2 separate regions of the Mus musculus genome follow, and region 1 is linked to region 2. A link is a contact called in public Hi-C data. All regions are on one chromosome and are shown on one strand. The core of a region is the stretch at or near the end of the contact, and the rest is flanking DNA. Distances in the headings are between cores, read along the strand shown.

The links. A called contact is a pair of places that touch in the nucleus more often than the background predicts.
Region 1: a contact with region 2 is called in a Hi-C map of embryonic stem cells, with 2.7 times the contacts expected there. The contact joins two enhancer-like sites. A contact is called at or near these places in 1 of 15 datasets of contacts at CTCF or cohesin (embryonic stem cells), 19 of 484 Hi-C or Micro-C datasets (bone marrow-derived macrophages, embryonic stem cells, induced pluripotent stem cells and 3 more), 5 of 115 datasets of contacts at active chromatin or transcription factors (embryonic stem cells and expanded potential stem cells) and 1 of 9 other capture datasets (embryonic stem cells).

Annotation. Positions count from the first base shown.
Region 1 is chr16:90,164,443-90,167,395 of GRCm38.p6, reverse strand. No RefSeq gene overlaps it. Among named protein-coding and RNA genes, the nearest start is that of Gm10789, 24 kb to the right of the region's middle. Within about 2 kb of position 1,640, at least 9 of the 459 cell types and tissues checked have an H3K27ac peak or open chromatin away from gene starts, as enhancers often do. A contact at or near this core is called in embryonic stem cells, where this site is marked.
Region 2 is chr16:90,010,483-90,013,248 of GRCm38.p6, reverse strand. It overlaps a transcript of Tiam1 not described here. Among named protein-coding and RNA genes, the nearest start is that of Tiam1, 51 kb to the right of the region's middle. Within about 2 kb of position 1,273, at least 46 of the 459 cell types and tissues checked have an H3K27ac peak or open chromatin away from gene starts, as enhancers often do. A contact at or near this core is called in embryonic stem cells, where this site is marked.

The DNA of each region.
Region 1 (2,953 bases), core at 391-2,890, 150 kb before region 2:
CTGGGAACCAAACTCGAGTCCTCTGCAAGAAGAGTAATCAATCACTCAACTGCTAAGTCAGCTCCCCTGCCCTTTACGCATTTTCTTACTTCCAGAGGAGTCTTTGTTTCTGTCAACTCTCCCATTTTACAGGTGAGAAAGTAAAGGTACAGAAAGAATACAGTGACTTGTCTAATACATTGAAGCTGGAGGAGGGAGAGGGAGTCAACACTGGGCGTTTATGCAAAATGCCCCAGTTCGGAAAGAAAGGAAAACACTGCTCCAGGATTTTATTTTATTTTATTTTATTTTATTTGCATTAAGCTTTGTTCTTCTTAGCAAAACTAAAAGCTAGATAAGCATTCTGGGTACTCCCTGGTTCTGATTAAATGCTACTCCTGGTTCTGACAGAACTTCTGTGGGATACATTGTCTATCTTAGATAAAATCTAAGAGAGTCACACGTTCTACCACCACGGTAACTAAGGAATCCCTCTCCAGCACTTGACACCAAAGCCCCCTCCCTGGATCTGTTAGAAGCTGGTGAGGAGGAAAGAAATTGGAGCGTATCAGGTTAAACAAAGGTTTGTCTGTGCCTGGGTGTAGGGGTGTCCAGGAGACTTGATGTCCCATCTTCTGGAACTCCTCGGTTTGTGCAGCCTCAGCCACGTTGTCCCCTGTCCCTCCCAGTCCTCTGCCCCCATCAAAGGGGGCACAAAGAGGCCAGTGTCATCGTGGAGGCCAAGCAGAGTGGATTTGCTGACAGACCTCAGGGGAGAGAGAGCTGTGAATGATGGCTACTGCCCCTTCTGGCTCCAGAAACCTCACAACTGGAGTGTTTTCCACAGTGCTCATGTGGGGGCCTCAGTACGGAGAACTAGATTAAACGATATTACTGTGGTCAAACAAATCTGAGAAGTGTTGGTTTCAATGAAGTGAAATGAATTCTCTTTCTGCAGCAGGGCTTCTCAGAGCTGCTGGGCTGGGCTGGGGAGTGAACTGTGCCTCCCTTCGTGAGATTGAATAACGTTCGTCTGTGCTTGGAACACCTGACACAGAACCCTGGAAAATCGGAGTAGTTCATCTTTCTCTGAGGACTGCGCAGGCTTCATGATCATGTGACCAGAGCAGTTGCACAGGGTCCCGCAGTGGCACCTGTGTTTAATACGGTGCCATCACCACCTTGGATTCTTTGTTATCATAAGTATTGTTTTCTTGGGACACTGTCTCATGATGAAGCCTACTGTGACCTCAAGCTCACAATCTTCCTACAGTAACCTGTATATGGGCTGGAGAGGTGGCTCAGCGGTTAAGAGCGCTGGCTGCTCTTCAGAGGTCTTGAGTTCAAATCCCAGTCAACCACATGGTGGCTCACAACCATCTGTAATGGGATCTGATGCCCTCTTCTGGTGTGTCTGAAGACAGCTACAGTGTACTTATAATAAACAAACAAACAAACAAACAAACAAATAAAAACACCACCACCAACAACAAAAAATATCTGTACCGTGCTGGGATCACAGGTCTATGCCATCCTGTTTGAAACCTGTGAGGTTTGAACACGGGACCTTGCGTTTTGATTCTGTACTGGGTTGTGTAGTTTAGCTGGCCCTGCTCAGGGGTATGGGAAGAACAGATGGAGCCCAGAGAAGGGAGGGCCCCTGGTTGTTTCTCCTTTTGTTCCAGCGTCTTCTCTCCCTGCTTACTCTCTCCTGTTCTTACATTGTTTCTCTTTGTTGCGCCCTCCATTGTCTCCCCCACCCCCACCCCTTTACTCCTTTGTCTTCCACCTGTGGCCAACCAGTCCCAGAAAGGATTTAAGAAGCAGATGATTCAGCCTGACCTTGGGGTCCTCAGCCACCACCCTCCTGTTTAACCTTGCTCCATTTTCTAATGCATCTTCTTTTTTATCCCTAAAGGTTTTTTTTTGGGGGGGGGGGTGTTTTGTTTTGTTTTTTGAGACAGGGTTTCTCTGTATAGCATTGGCTGTCCTGGAACTACATTGTAGACCAGGCTGGCCTTGAACTCTCGGAGATCCACAAGCCTCTGCCTCCTGAGTGCTGGGATTAAAGTCATGTGCCACTGTGCCCAGTAGAAGATTTTTATTTTTTTTTTTAAGTGCGTGTGTGCACGCACGTGTGCACGCACGTGCATGCGTAGTGCCAGCAGAGGTCAGAGGCGTTGGATCCTCCAGTTATAGGTGATTGTGAGCCACCCAGTGTGGGTCTTGTGCAAGAGCAGAGCAGTCTGTGCTCTTAACGACCCACGCTATCTCTCCAGCCCACACCTTGCCTTTGTTAATACTCATGTTGGCACCAAGAGAAACACATTTCAAAACACTGTATGGGATAAAAGAAGATGTATTGGCTCTTTGCAACCGCAGCATATGGATGGGTGGAAACTACTGCAGGTAGAGCTGGATTCAGGATTCCAAGTGATTCTCTTCGAGCCCCTTTCCTCTGAGATCCCCACTGCTGTGGGATCTGTTATCTGGCCAGATCTTTCCTCGGGAAGTCTGAGATGGTGTCATTTGAAGACAAGAATGAATGTCCTTCAGTCCTTGGGTTACACAGCAAAACTGGAGGGGAAATTCAGAATGACCTAGTTTATGCACTTGCCCCTGGAGTGCCCTGGAGTGAGTGGGTCATGTGCCAGACTGTGTGGTCCAGTGATGATGGCTGTGGTGAGGACTCCAGCAACGCCACTTAGGGGAGCTGTCTGTGGACAACAGGCTTCTAGCACTAGCAGAATGGAGAGACTGTGTCCTACAGAGGGAAAAAGCAAGTCCTGGCGACAGACCGAACCTCCTTTGTCTTCTTCCACGACAGTCCTCCTTGCACACTCGTGCCGTGGTTGGGCTAGCCTCTGTGCACTGCAATCGCTAGCCTCCTTCTTTCCCTAAAGTGCACCCAGCCCCTCAGGCTGAGCTATAATGGATGCTCACAAAGTCCTGAGTTTGTTTTTCAGAATTCCAC
Region 2 (2,766 bases), core at 24-2,523:
TGAGAAACATAAACTTTTGAGATCTTTTAGCCAAAGGAAAATATTTTTTCCCTCTGTGGACCCAAACAGTCCATTCTGTCAGCCAAAAGGAGTAATTTCCTTTCCCTGTCGGGGGGTTTGACGTCATAATGTATGCAATTAATCAATTTAGATGATCTAACTAAGCTTTATTCTTTTAAGGGAAATATTAATAGATTGTTATAATACTCTAAGTCCAAAGCATTCCAGTTTGAAATGAAACCAAGAATTTTACAATGCACTGGTGGGGATTTCAAGGAGGAAACCTCTCTTGCCTTGTAGACATGTTTTATGTATGTATGTATGTATACATATGCACACACATGTATGGGAATTTACATGCTAAGTTAGATGAACAACCACGGTCACAAGCGTTCATTGCTCTGACATAGCCTTGTAACAAACAAATCTGTCTTATGGAGTTACCTCCCCCTCTTAGTTCTGGCAAAGAGAGCCTTTGATTACGTGGGAAGAGCAGGGAGGAAGAAGAGACGTTGAGACTGACAGCTGCTTCACCATCAGATAACAGGCTAAGTGGTCGGGTGGTCAGCTTCGTGACCTCACGCCACACAGACTTGTTCTCCCAAGTAGCCAAAGCTCTTGTTATTTAAATTGATACCCAGGGACCAAGCAAGCATCATCCCACACTCGAGAATGACAAGCTATACCTCAGGGTGGTCAAGTTCTGCCTGTACCAAGAATCTGAGGAAGACAGCACGGCTGGCATCGAGATCAGCGTAGTTGGATGTTTGACATGGCTGTATCTGTTTCATTTTGAGTAGATTAAAATTATGTGATTTTTATTTAAAATATACATCCTCACATGTCCCTTGATGGCACACACCATTACTGTTACATGGGAAACCAGGCCTGGTCTCCCTCCGGCTCACCTTTTCCTTTTCCTTAGTTTTGCTCATTCAGAGAGACAGCACAAAAAGTAAGATTGTTTTAAAATTTTCCATGCCACCCTGAGAACAGGTGCTCCCTTTGTGAATTCAAGGGGGTGAACTCATGTGGCCATGTCAGCCTGTTTCAGCCCCGGTTCTGAGGAACAAAGGCGTGTTCTTCGCTCTGAAGATTGACGTTTGCCTGCAGAGATTAGGCACTTCCTGTGACCCCGGGGTCCCAAGGCTGCTGTTGCAGAGGGGGACGTCAAAGGAAGCCCAGTGAGGCCTATGGGCCTTGTGGCTGCACAGGGGCAGGCCACAGCTTGCTCAGGCCTTCTCCAGGGCGCTCACAGCTCACATTCCACAGCACGGCACTGAAAAGCCTCCACTTCCTTTGTTCTCTCTGAATGGCCAGTGTGGAGGCCTGGTGTATCTATCCATCCGTTCCTTCAGATCCTTCTGTCCGCTTCCTTCTGCCCTCCACCATGTGCTGCGGGAAGCGGCCCGGCATCCTCGCATTTTGACTCCTGGAGTGGAATGAAAGGGCTTCTTTTTCTAGAGAGAGGTTTGTTTCACACAGAACCGCCTTTGACAGGGAAGACTCCCCCCGCCAGCAAGCGGAGGACATAACGGGTTGGCGCCAGGCCAGCGAGGGTGGCTGTGGACCGGGACGAGGTTTTATCAAGTCTTCACCCCGTCAGCTCCTTTCTGGCACGGGGTGTTGGGTGCGTTAAGCCCAAGTGTTCTGGTCGGTCCGATCGTAATCCTGTAGATTAGACGCCACGTGGAGACCACGAGGGTCTGAGGTGTGCAGGCGATTCGCAAAAAAATGTCCCAACGAACAGGAAGGACGGTTCCAAAGTGGCGCCAAGAAGGCGTTTAATTTATACACAAGTGCGCTGTACAAGTGGCAGAGCGTCTTGCCAGCATTTTCTCTGTGTAAACTTTCAGGAAACAGAGTAGATGGTGTGGTTTGTGGTTTATTTTAGGGAAAATGGGATTGACTCTCTGAACTCTTCTTTTCTGGAATTTTTTTTTTCCCCAGAAGCGAGAAATGAAAAGAGAAGGGCCTAAGGAAAGCAGAAGGCAACCTGAAGTGACAATACCTTTAAAAAACTCTTATCTCTGTGTGGGGGCGTGCGTGCGTGCGTGCGTGCGTGCTTGCGTGCGTGCGTGGAGGCCACAGAACTACTTGCAGGAGTCAGTTTTCTCGTACTGCCCTGTGGGTCGTGGGATTTGAACTTCGACAGTTGGGTTTGGTGACAGACCTCTTTACTCCTGAGCCGTCTCACGAGCCTAATATTGTCTTTTGATGAGAAAGGATGGTACTTGCCAGTCTTGCACTTTTGGCCAAGCCTAGCCTTTGCCTCCGTCTGTTAGAGCTTGAGTAAGATTGATGGCTTCCCATGCTGCTCCTCCCTTCAGCGGTTCTACTTCTTCACAGCCGAGCACGGCATCTGCTTCGCGAAGGGCATCTCAGCATTTTTATTTCTCTTCCTGGACGGTTTGCATTATGGGTCTGTAGTTGTATTGAAGACAAACTCTCATCCTACTAGGAAGCCTCAATACAGGTCTCGCCGGATACAGCCTCAGGCTGTTGTGCCAGGACGCGTTTAAATTTGATCTTATTTATTGACAGCCAGGTGAGAGCTGTTCTCAGGGAATCTGATTGACAAGTCCTGGCTTGTATCAGTTACTTTCCTAAAAGTTGCTAAGGTAAAATAACCACGACCGAAAGCAGCTTAAGGAAGAAAGAGTTCATTCTGGTTTATTGTTCCAAGGAAAAGTCCACAGAGGGCGGCCTGAGCAGGAAGCTGAGAGACCTGGAGAGGGTGAGGCATTAAACCCCAGTCTGTTATGT